3 separate regions of the Mus musculus genome follow, and regions 2 and 3 are each linked to region 1. The links are chromatin contacts, called in public Hi-C and promoter capture Hi-C maps. All regions are on one chromosome and are shown on one strand. The core of a region is the stretch at or near the end of the contact, and the rest is flanking DNA. Distances in the headings are between cores, read along the strand shown. Region 1 holds the start of Aco1 (aconitase 1). Region 2 holds the start of Zfp292 (zinc finger protein 292). Region 3 holds the start of Slc25a51 (solute carrier family 25, member 51).

The links. Promoter capture Hi-C pulls out the DNA fragments that hold promoters and counts their contacts. Hi-C and Micro-C count contacts between places; a contact is called where the count stands out from the background.
Region 2: a contact with region 1 is called in a promoter capture Hi-C map of pre-B cells. The contact joins the promoter of Zfp292 here to the promoter of Aco1 in region 1. A contact is called at or near these places in 7 of 39 promoter capture datasets (the C10 cell line, cranial neural crest, frontonasal cranial neural crest and 4 more).
Region 3: a Hi-C map of CD8 T cells shows a contact between it and region 1, with 10 times the contacts expected there. The contact joins the promoter of Slc25a51 here to the promoter of Aco1 in region 1. A contact is called at or near these places in 2 of 484 Hi-C or Micro-C datasets (CD4 T cells and CD8 T cells).

What each region holds. Positions count from the first base shown.
Region 1 is chr4:40,141,099-40,144,903 of GRCm38.p6, reverse strand. Aco1 (aconitase 1) reads right to left here and starts at 1,639. Exons shown (of 21, transcript NM_007386.2): 1 at 1,363-1,639.
Region 2 is chr4:34,881,306-34,885,110 of GRCm38.p6, reverse strand. Zfp292 (zinc finger protein 292) reads left to right here and starts at 2,163. Exons shown (of 8, transcript NM_013889.2): 1 at 2,163-2,353. The coding sequence starts at 2,192.
Region 3 is chr4:45,406,976-45,410,780 of GRCm38.p6, reverse strand. Slc25a51 (solute carrier family 25, member 51) reads left to right here and starts at 2,015. Exons shown (of 3, transcript NM_001009949.3): 1 at 2,015-2,086. It overlaps Gm46852 (a long non-coding RNA gene), which reads right to left and starts at 1,391. Exons shown (of 3, transcript XR_001784277.2): 1 at 1,304-1,391.

The DNA of each region.
Region 1 (3,805 bases), core at 390-2,889:
CAGCATGAAACAAAGGAAAGACTCTAATGCAGGGTTCCATCTATCACACACAGACACAATGGGCAACTGCTTTCCAGTGGCAGAGGCAGGACCACACACAGAGCTCACCAGGAATGTGGAAGTGGCAGAATTCGGAGACTGGGACACCATACTTCAACAGACCCAAGGCTAGAAACCCCCAACAGAACTGAACACAGGGATAAGGAGGCAAAAACATGCCACCTGGTGTTTTAGACATGACCTCTCAACTGCTTGGTAATCTTACAGCAACCCCTACACATTTGGCATGGTCTAGTCACACCCACCTCCCTGAACTCACAGGTCTGGTGTGCTACATCAGGTTTACACACATCAACTCAGCAGGCACAGAAACAACCAAGGCACACATGAACATCACCCAAAGCCACCACCAACTGTGGGGATCTCGTATTCCGTTGGAAAGTGAGGTCCAGAGTGCTCCTGGGTATCAGAGGTTAACTCCTCCACGGTGCGGAATGGAAGAACCATAAATAAAGTGGCAAACCCAGTGAACTATGCCTCCTAAGCACTGGCTACTTCGGTGGTTCTAAAGTATGCTGCAGAGAAACACAGGCGCAGGTGTTTGGACGGTCAAAACCACTCTTTAAGCAATACAATGTTACATTTTCACCAATATACTTAAAAGTCTTCAGAAGCTACATGACCTGTCATACTGCAACAGGCTGAGTGTCTTCTAAGCAGAGATTTGCAGGAAGGTTAAAGAATGCCATTCTTAATAACAGTGTTTTGGAAACTACAGAATCGGTCTATCTGAATTAAGTATATTAAGTGTCTATACGCTGTATTTATACACTGCAAAAATCAATAGGTACAATCTATATAACAAAGGTTCTTTAGGCGCGCTGCCGGTCCTAAATGCAAAAGTTCGGCAACTTCTGCTGGGAGGCTGTCATGCGTGCTGCAGGGAGATCTGCGGTTCTAGTGCACTGGGCTGGCCAGAGTGGTACAGTCCCGTTCTCCTTGGGTTTCTCAATCAATCACCTTGGACTCTATGCCCTTCCACTGAGGGGGCTCTTACCCTCACCCCGCCTGCCTTCGCCCCGTGCTGGGGACTCCAATCTGCCGGGCACAATCGTTCCTTTCTATCCCGTGGGCTGGGCCTGGCACAATGACACCCCGGCGGTGCGGCCCTCACACCAAGGCGAGAACTCCCGGGGCGCCGAGTAGAGCCACTCCCAGTCCAGAGCGACGCAGGCTGGGGAGCGAGTAGAGAGGTCACCCCAGGAGCCAGCTCCACCGCCTCCCCGCAGCTCTCCCCGTGTCCTCGGGTCTGCACCCGTGGGAAAGGCCTGCACGGACGCCCCGGGGCCGCGTGGTACTCACCGCTCACAGTGCAGTTCCCGGAGCACACAGGCGGGTGCTAGCAATGTCCCAGGCCGACTCCGCGCTCCTCCCACTGAGCGGTCCTCCGGACGCTCCGGCAGCGAGGCGGGACCGGTGGAGAGCGGGCCGGAACCAGCTGCTGCGGGAGAGGGGCGGGGCCCGGGCCTCACTCCGCCCCCCGAGGGGCGGAGCCTGGGCACCTCCTCCCTCTAGAAGCTGCAAGCGATGGCTGAAGCTTGCAGTCTAGTCCGGGTGCGCCCTCCCTTCGGAACCTTCCGATCTTGGCAGATGGGCGGAGTCTAGGGCCTATTCCGCCCCAAGGCCCAGATCTGACTTGAGGTTGCGGCCAAGGGGCAGAGCTTGGGAACACCTCTTCTTTCCAGAGCCTGAAGGCAGACCATACCGAGGGACGAGTCCCAGGCCCCTACATGGCCAGGTTTAGGGGCTGGGCACCGTCCCACCCCTAGAACAAGAGACTCGTGGCCACGGACGGGGGCGGAGCCTAGGACCTGCTCCACCCCTCTGTACCTCCTAGGCCCGAAGGCCCGAAGCTGAAGGCTATTGATCTTCGTGGCTCCTCCCCATAGGCGGGAGAAACTGGGCCCCGAGGCTGCATCTAGCTTTGCTAGTGGCTCAGTCCCAGGAAGTGTAGAGCCGATTTCTAGGCTTTTCCTCTTTTGGAGCGTGGAGAAGGCTGACTGTCCCTCACGAGGGGCAGAGTGTGACATGTAACTGCCTGACTAACGTAGGGAGCCTTAGGATTTCTGTTGCTGCGATGAAACGCCATGACCAAAAAGCAAGCTGAGGAGAAAGGGGTTTATTTGGCTTACACTTCCAATTCACTGGAGGAAGTCAGGACAGGAACACAAGCAGGGCTAGAACCTGGAAGCAAGCACTGATGCAGAGGCCGTGGGGGTGATGCTTAATGCCTTGCTTCCATGCCTTGCTCAGCCTGCTTTATCATAGAACTCAGGACTACCAGCCTAGGTGAGACCACTCACCATGGGCTGGGCCCTCTCCCATTGAGAAAATGGTGAGAAAATGCCTTACAGCTGGATCTCATGGAGGCATTTTCTCAACTGAGACTCCTTCCTCTCTGATGACTAATTTGTGTCAAGTTGGCACACAAAACGCCACCTTTCTTTTAAATGCTGGGTGGTAAGTACGTTTTCTGAGTGCCTCTTCCAGTGTCCCCCACCTCCTCCACCTTGCCCTTCACTTCCTATTCCTACCCCAACTACTGTTTTGTTTTAGATTTCTTCCCGAGGGTTTAGTTGTTTGGGGTTTTTGGTTTGATTTTTGAGTCAGATACTCATGGGCCCCAGGCAGGCTTAGAGCTCATTGTTTGGTGGAACTCCCCAGACCTTGGACTCCCTACATCTACCTTTAAAGTGCCGGGACTGCAGGTTCTGTCCCACCACACCCAGCTCTTATAAAAGGCAGTTTCTCCGTTATTACTAGCTCAAAGCACAGGAAGTATACATCAGGAGCACACTTCAACATGTCTGTAGCTTACACAGAATGCAAACTTTCTATATATAAAACTTGGTTTTAGCCTACAGCAACCCATTAATTACAGCACATGCTGTCCACCGATCTAAAGTCTGAGCTGTGAGACTGAGTGGGGGTTCCGTCCATGCTTAGCAGTTTAGCCTCTCAAGTCAATGTGAATTTGGAAACATGATTGATTAGCTCTAGATGAAAGGATGTAAGGTTTTGCTGCCCAGATCATTTGGAAATTCAGTGTAGGCTTCTACATTGAGTTAACACGAACGAGCATCATATAGGGAGAATGACTAGTAACTAGTATGTCAAGCACTTGGCTAGCGATGGGTTTTGCTGCTCTAGGTTGCTCCCTTAGTGTTGAAGGCCCTGAGTTCCAGGAACTCATCACAGGGTGGATTTGAGTTCCAAGCTGTCCAAGCCTAAGGCTGGTTATTCCAGGTACTCAGGGCAGAGGTGTATTGCTCTTGCTTCCTTCTGCTCTGCAGCAGGTAGAGTTATAACTCCTGATCTTTGGCTGAGACCAAGCTTTACAGTCTCTGCTTTTTGTTCTTCAGAGCCCCTGCCTGTCTTTACACTTTTGCTATTCCTATATAGTCATAGTTTCTTGCATTTTCTTTGGAAACCCTTTAACCACTCCCTAGTGTTATAGTTCAGAGCTCTTGAAGGGCTCGGGAACTCTTAGCTGCCTTCTGTGTTGTTGCTCTGAGCTTTGGCCGTTGGGGTCTCTTAGATCTTGATGACTCTGGAATGCTTCAGCTACCTCATCATTGCCAATGCCAGTGCTGCTGTCTGTGCCATCAGATATGGAAGTCGCATTTTCCTCCATACAACCTGCCTAGCTTGATTAAGACTGTAGACAAAGAGATTATTTGTTAGGTGTTGTGCTAGGCCTAATATTGCAATCCCAGAAGAAGTCTCGAAGATTAAAAAAACAATT
Region 2 (3,805 bases), core at 914-3,413, 5.3 Mb after region 1:
GCCTGAAGGTAGGAATGACATTACTAGGTACCCCCTCCCCATCCCATTACCAGAGTCTCCGGAATGTGCTCTGCCATCGAGCTACACCCTAGCCCTATGTAATAATTTAAAAAATCATTATTCAGGCATATTTCACTTTGGATCTTTCTCTCCACACCTGCTGCTACACACTTTCCTTCCTGTAAATGAAGTGTGGTGTAACTCATTACTGTTGAATTGTAGAAAAGGTAAGCTTCCTAGCCTTTAGTTATTGTACAGTCCTTGCATTTACTGGTGCATTGGCTAATCACATATTTCTTTTGATAATTTTCATTGGAATCCTAAAATAGCATACATTGATGGAACTTTAATACCTGAACTATATATATAACCTGGGAAAATGAACTGCAAAATTTAAAATCTTAAGCAAGGAGGGTACAGGGCAGCTCATTGGTAGAGTATCTACAGGGACTAGGGCAAGACAAAACAGCTACCTTCATTTGTTTCTTCAACTCTTTTTCACTGTTCAATCCAATAGAGGAAATCCTTAGCCTTACAGTGTGCTCCCCTGGTCTCATGTACATGCAAGCATTAGAGGATTCTGTCTTGTTAATGTGCAGTATTGATGCTGTTTTCTGTAAGGTTGCCTTGTGCTTGTTCATCTTATGTAATGATTTAAAAGCATGCATTACAAAACATTCGCTGGAACAACACAGTATTCAGAGAACATTTTCCACTAAGTGTCCTCCTCCCGTCACCTGTGAGGACTAGAATCACATCTGGCTTTATTATATACATTTCCTGAAAAGGCTACTGGATACGGTAGAAATTATGTTTTTGAGACCCAGCATTACAATGTAGCCCGGGCGGACTGGACCGGGAGACCCTCAGCTCCAGCTTCCTTCGTGCTGCAGTTCTGCTAGAGCCAACCTCCAGGCTGGTTGTTCATTTTAGATAACTATCCTTAGAAAAATACAGTGCAGTCAGAACACAACAGTAAAATGACCAGGTGTGTCAACGCTGTTGTTTGTTTTAAAAGGATTCAGTTGTAAGGCAGACATCTTGCCTCTTAAATAAACAGTAGGTTGTGGGGTGTTTTGTTTTGTTTGTCTATTTGTTCTTGCTGACCTGAAACTGGCAAAATAGTGTAGTCTCTGAACTTCTGATACTCTGGCGTTCACCAGGGAAGGTTGAGATTAAACAGGCAGTTGCGTGCCTTTTGCCTGGTTTATGCAGTGAACGGAGCTAGGCAAGCACTCTGTCAACTGAGTCACACCCCTAGCCCTCAAACACTGGGTTTGTTATTAGTTTGATTATGAAATTTATGGTTAAGCACATTGATTTTCCGACTACCTCTTATTCTACCCCCTACTCCTTTAAATTTGTAAGAACTCATCTGGCATAGGCTGGAGGAGGAAATATTATGTAGCCAGGGATGAACTTTTGAACCTCTCGTCTCCGAGTGCTGAGATTACAACCGTGCACACAACACTCAGCTCTCTTCTCCAATTCTAATGCCAAATACTGTTTTCGTCTTGCAAATAAAATACGGCTTAGAAGGCCACCTGTTTTGCAGCACCAAGAGGAGGGTTGCTACTGGCATTTATTTGACATCCGTGTTCCTTTTTTTACTTTAGCATCCTTAATTGTGTTCTTTCCTTCGACCTACTTTCCCAAACTAAGATTCGGTGTGGATTCTTGTAACGCGTAACGGTAACCAGATTTTAGAAAAGCTTTTGTGCCTTAAAAACCACCGGGTTACAACATTAATCATTTCGGTCTGTTTGAATTCTCTCCACACTATTCTTTTCTTGTGTTCGCTGCTTGATTTCCCAGAATGAGAATTGAACCTCTCATTTTGTTCTGACCCAATTGTTGTGTGTGTGTGCCCTCCAACACCTAGAGCGCTTGTTTCCAGGAGGCGTTCTCGGGTTGGCCCAGAACCAGGGCAATCACCAGCTCTCCACCCTGCCCTGGCCTCCGGCTGTTCCGCAGACCTTGCCCTCGCCCTGGCCCTGGCCCTAGCCGCCGCCGCAGCAGCAGAGGCCTCAGCTTCAGCTCGCTGCAGCACTGCCCCGGCGGTCGCCAGCCCCACACCCGGCCTTTGTACGTGCGCCCAGGCGTGCCAGCGCACCGGGCACGTGACCCCGCCGAACGTGGCATTGTGTTATCACGTGACCCAGGTGCGTACGCGACGGAGCGGGCTGCGAAGATGGCGGACGATGAGGCCGAGCAGGAGCGCCTGAGCGGTGGCGGCTGCGCGGCGGAGCTGCGGCGCCTGGGCGAGCGGCTGCAAGAGCTGGAGCGGCGGCTATGCGAGAGCCGGGAGCCCGCGGTGGAGGCCGCCGCCGCCTACTGCCGCCAGCTGTGCCAGGTGAGCCCCTCCCCCTCCGCGGGCCTCGGCGGCCGGAGCGCGGGCGGTCCGCGTCTTTGTGTTCCGCGGCCAGGCTGGGCCGGACGGCCTCGGGGCTCCGTGCACGCTCCCGGGCTGCGCCGCGGGCGCCGGGCTGCCCGCCGCGCGCCAGTCCCCCTGTCGCCGCCGGCCGTCGCGCGCAGTCGCTCGGCCTTTGTTGTTGGGTTAGGCTGCGACCGGAGGGTCTTTGTTGATGTTCTCGAGCCAATCCCGCCGGACCTGCAAGCTGGGAGTGGCGGCGGCGTCTGCGCTGCGGCCGTTCCTGCTGGCTGCTCTCCGCGGTGCATAGGAGCTGTCACCGTTCCATAGTCAGTCGTCCCTTGGGGGCGGCTTTACCAGTGCCTGTTTCGCCTTTACGTTCCGGAAGAGTACGATTTCCGGCCCCCCCCCCGTGCACCCCCACCCCCACATTTCTTGGGTTCTTTCCTGTTAAGTGTCTTTGGTTGACAAGGGATTTGTGCTTGGGTCAGTTTCAGATCTTCCCATTCTTTTCTTGCCCAAGGACATTGCTTTTCAGCAACGTTTTCTAACTAGGATTTAGAATGTTAGTAACATTCTAAATGTTATCTTATGACAGATATCAGAGTTTGGATCTCCATCTGGTCTTAAGACTCCCCAGTTAACGTGTGCTGACTATGGAGGGAGGGAGAACATTGATTAAACTGCCTAGTTGAGGCCGTTTTTTACATAAAGCATGAAACCTAATGGATGTGTCATGCTTAAGATTTTGTTTTGGAAACACTGAGATTTGAACAATGGTGGAGCATTTTAGGATTTCACAGGGATACTTTCACTTGCCAGCCTCCAGGTGCTGAAATCTATCTTTCTAGGGTATCTGATCACATACAGAAGCAGCCCCATTGCCGTATGCATTTTATGCTCATGCATTGATGGTTCGTTATTTAAAAAAAAAAAATAGGACCAAGGATGACTTGTCTGCAAATATATGCAGTCAGAAAGTTCGTCAGATCTGGAGGCCACATTACAGAGTCATTGTTTTAAACCTTAGTATTAAAGAAACTTTGAAATTTGCTATTTTCTATGCCCTGAAATTGCCCACCATCGTAAGCCTGAGAAATTATTTTAGTAGAATTTACAAATAAGGCTTTCATTTGTTTGTTTGTTGGTTTTTTTTTTTTTTTCCCCTGAAACAGGGTTTCTCAGTGTAGCCTTGGCTGTCCTGGAGCTCACCTTGTAGACTAGGCTGGCCTCGAACTCAGAAATCCCCCTGCCTCTGCCTCCCGGAGTGCTGGGATTAAAGGCCTGCGCCACCACGCCCCCACCACGCCCGGCCAAGATTTCATTTGTAAATGGAGTCCACTTCTGGAGGAGGTGTTTTGAGACAGTCTTTCCATGCTCTCCTTGCTGGCATTAATTTTGGGTAGTCGTCTTACTTCACCATCCCAAATGCTA
Region 3 (3,805 bases), core at 766-3,265, 5.3 Mb before region 1:
ACATTTGAATAGAAATTCACAGAAGCCAAGGCAAACATAATTTTGAGGTAAATGCCCTTTCCCCAATTGTTGCCTGGTTGTTCTAAACCATGAGATCCAAAAACCTGTCCCTTGTGCTTATGACAGGGGAGGGAGGTTTGCACTAACAGGCCCACTATCTGGCATTTACTGTCTTATTCCCTCCCACTGTTGAGGTGACTTCCTTCTCTGGCCCATATTCCATCAGATCACCCTGAGGCCCAGTTCAAACACCTCTTACCCCATGAATCTGTCCCTGGTTCCTTATTGTGGGGCACTGGGCTCTGCACAGACAGGCTGGTCTCCAGTCGAGCTGAGGTCTGAACCCCGGTGGTCATAGGATAGGGAAACTCTGGCGGGGTGTGGGCCTTTTTTCCCTTTTCCCACTTCCCCCGGGCCCCGTTTTTTTGTTCCCACACCTTCTCAAGGGGAAAGCCTCTCATACTTCTGCTTTTGTAGGCTTTGGGTCCATCAGACTCTGACCTCCCTTGGAGGTACCTGCTGCACAGCTGGCACCTCCTCAGGGAGCCATGACTGTACGTGTGGCAGAGGACACTAGCAGTGTGGCCCAACCCAAAATCAGGAACTTATTTTAAGACTTGAGGGTTGGGTGCTGGAGAGGTTGCTTGGTCACTCAGTTAAGAACATACACTGTGCCGGGCCGTTGGTGGCGCACACCTTTAATCTCAGCACTCGGGAGGCAGAGGCAGGTGGATTTCTGAGTTCGAGGCCAGCCTGGTCTACAGAGTGAGTTCCAGGACAGCCAGGGCTATACAGAGAAACTCTGTCTCGAAAATAACCAAACCAAACAAACAAACAAACAAAAAAAGGGGCTGGGGACTTAGCTCAGTGGTAGAGCGCTTGCCTAGCAAGCACAAGGCCCTGGGTTCGGTCCTCAGCTCTGGAAAAAAAAAGAAAAAGAAAAAGAAAAAGAAAAAGAAAAGAACATATACTCTTCTTGAGTCTGGCACCCACATGGGACAGTTCACAGCCTTTAATAATTCCAGGATCAAGAAATCTGAAGCCCTATTCTGGCCTCTCTGGGTACTTATACACATGTGCTAACAGTAGAATAAATCTATTTTCTTTTAAAAAAGAAATGTTTTGTAATTTTTTTTCCTCTTAGGAACTCATTGACTGGATCTCTAGGCAAACTTCCTTAAAGGAGGCTTTGAAATACCAAGATTGACACTCCCGTTTGCTGACGCTAGAAGGCGTGGCCTAGGAGGCGTGGTTTCCGACAGCTTCAGAAACCTGTAAACACTAAGCAGGCTGGGTCACCCACCTGGAACGGTGTGTAATGGTGAGATAATCCCAGTCCTAAGAGGCAAGCTGGTCGCACATTCAGGAGTCTGCTGAAGAGCCTGCCCACGAAGGCTGACTTTGTCCTTTCTGTCCACTGACATTTATCGCCTGTGGTTCTGCAAATCAGAACCATTGTTCAAATGTCACAACATGGAGGAACCCACTCATGGAAGAGACGAATAACTTGCCAAAAGTCACTCAAGGGATGTCACGGCTATAATTCTGACCCGGCTCTCCTAACTCACAGCAGGGTTCTCCTTCCAAGACTCCACAAACTGTGTGTGCATCTAAGGAAAAAGAGGCTAGCTGTATGACCTCATGTACAACTCAGGTGTCCTGTGAAGTGCGGTGACAAAGAGCTCTCCACCAAGCTTTGAGATCGCCTCATCAGAAGCTTTCGCGCCTCCACGCACGCGCTATCTACAGCCCTGGATCTCAACAGACTACACGCTAAATGACGCGCTTGCTGTTTTGTGGAACAACGAGGCCACCGTATAACTTCAGCTTAAGTCAGGGGGGCGGGGAGACTAGCGGCACCCCCACAGCCTGGCAAAAGGTGCGACAAGAGTCAGTACCGGACCGGACGCAGTACAAGGCAGCTATAGCGCTACCCAGACCCTGAGCGAGGCAGGGCCCTGGTCACGTGGCTCGACGACGTCCCGCCCCGCCCCGCCCCGCCCCTGCCTGGGTCGGACCAGTCTGCGCCTGCGCGGGCGCGGGCTCGCTCGCCAGCCGTCCTGCGGGCTTGCGCCCCGGGCCGTGGGTGAGTCCTGGGTGGGGTGCGGTGGGGAGCGGAGGCCGCTGTGCTGCCCTAGCTTCGGGCCAGAGAGAAGGGAGGCTTGAAGCAGGGTCGCGGGCTGCCGAGCTCCAGGTCCTGCGCTCTCCACGCGTCCGGGTCCCGGCAGCTGCGGCCCGGCTCCGGCCGAGGGCCCTGTGGTGCTGCGGCGCGCTCCGGCAGGGAGGCGCCCACAGCTCGGGAGATGCAGGCCCCGGGGGATCGCGGTGGCCCGTGGTTCCCTTTGTCTGCCACCCGCGGGATCGCGGCGGCCCGTGGTATCCGGTGGTGCTGGCCATTCCGCCCAGCGCCTCTCCGTCCTCCCCGAGTGGGCAGATGGAAGCCTGGAGAATGCTCGTTCCGAGGCACCATGTTTCATCACGCAGGAAAGAGTCTAAGGCGGGCGGGTGGGTGGGCGGGCGTCAATTGTTCCCTTCTGTGCGGATTGTTGTAGCTAGCTTAGGTAGAGGATGGCAGCGCCTCGGCCATGTTTACGACTTTTAGCTTAACCTTTGTCTTGGCCCCTACAGGCTGCCCAGCTGGTCCTAGTGCCCACCTTCTGGTTGTCAGTTTTTACCTGTTGTCTATTGAGCAGAATGAATTGTGTGTGGAGTTACCGTACCAAAATGGATCTCCGGCGCCTTTGCTTTGAAAGGATTTGAAGACTCGGATCCAGGGCACATGAGAAACCAGAGTCGTCACCCTTAGCGTTTCTTAGGGCGACATGACACTTCTGACAAGAATTGACTCTAGTCTCCTTTGTCAGATAGAAGCTAAGATAATGGGTTTTTTTGTCACAGCTGTTGCTTTGCATTTGCAGTGGTAAAATCCTGCTGTAACTAGCACTTGAACCCTGCCTGACCCTGGTTTTGTATGCTGACTCAGACCTGCTGACTAGTGGGAATTCACGTCTTTTAAGAATTACAGTCACCCTTTGCCCTGTTTTTGGTCAAAGACCTTTGTACTAAGGTCATATCTGGCTTTTGCATATCCCTGTGGGCTGAAAGTTACATTGAGTATTTAGAATTTACACTGTGCTTACATCACAGAAGTTTGACCCTTATTGGATCAAAGTGGATTTTGCTCCCTTGTGTTAGGTTCGGTGCCTTACAGCAAACTAGAGCAGTCGTAGTAAATACATTTTATAGTAAGTTGCAAAAGATTATCATTTGGAAGTATTTAAATAGGAACCAGTTTATCAGAGTTAAGTTAGTGATCTGAGTGTTGTTATAAAACATGCCATGTTTTAAAGTTTATATATATATATTTGGGGAGGGAGGTTGGGGGGCTCTAATGTGCCAAGGCGCTTGAATGGAGGTCAGAGGACAACTTTCCAGAATTTTTCTCCCACCTCTCGATTGAGCTGATTGGCAGTTAGCTCCTTACTTGATGAGCCTTCTAAACTCTTATCAGAACACTGCACACTGTTTTTCCTTCTTGTTGCTGCATTAAGAAACTTGTTACAGGCTGCAGAGATGGCTCAGCTGTTAAAGCTGTTAAGCTCATAACCCAAAAAAAAAAAAAAAAAAAAGACGCTAGTCACACCACCCTGGTAGGCAGGGTGCAGCTGACAGGAATGCTTTAAGTCTGACATCTGGGAGGTTTGCAAAACATTACATTTTAGCTAAGCATAGTGGTGCACACCTTTAGTCCCAGCACTCTAGGGGGCAGAGGCAGGTGGTTCTCTTGAGTTCAAGGCCAGCCTGT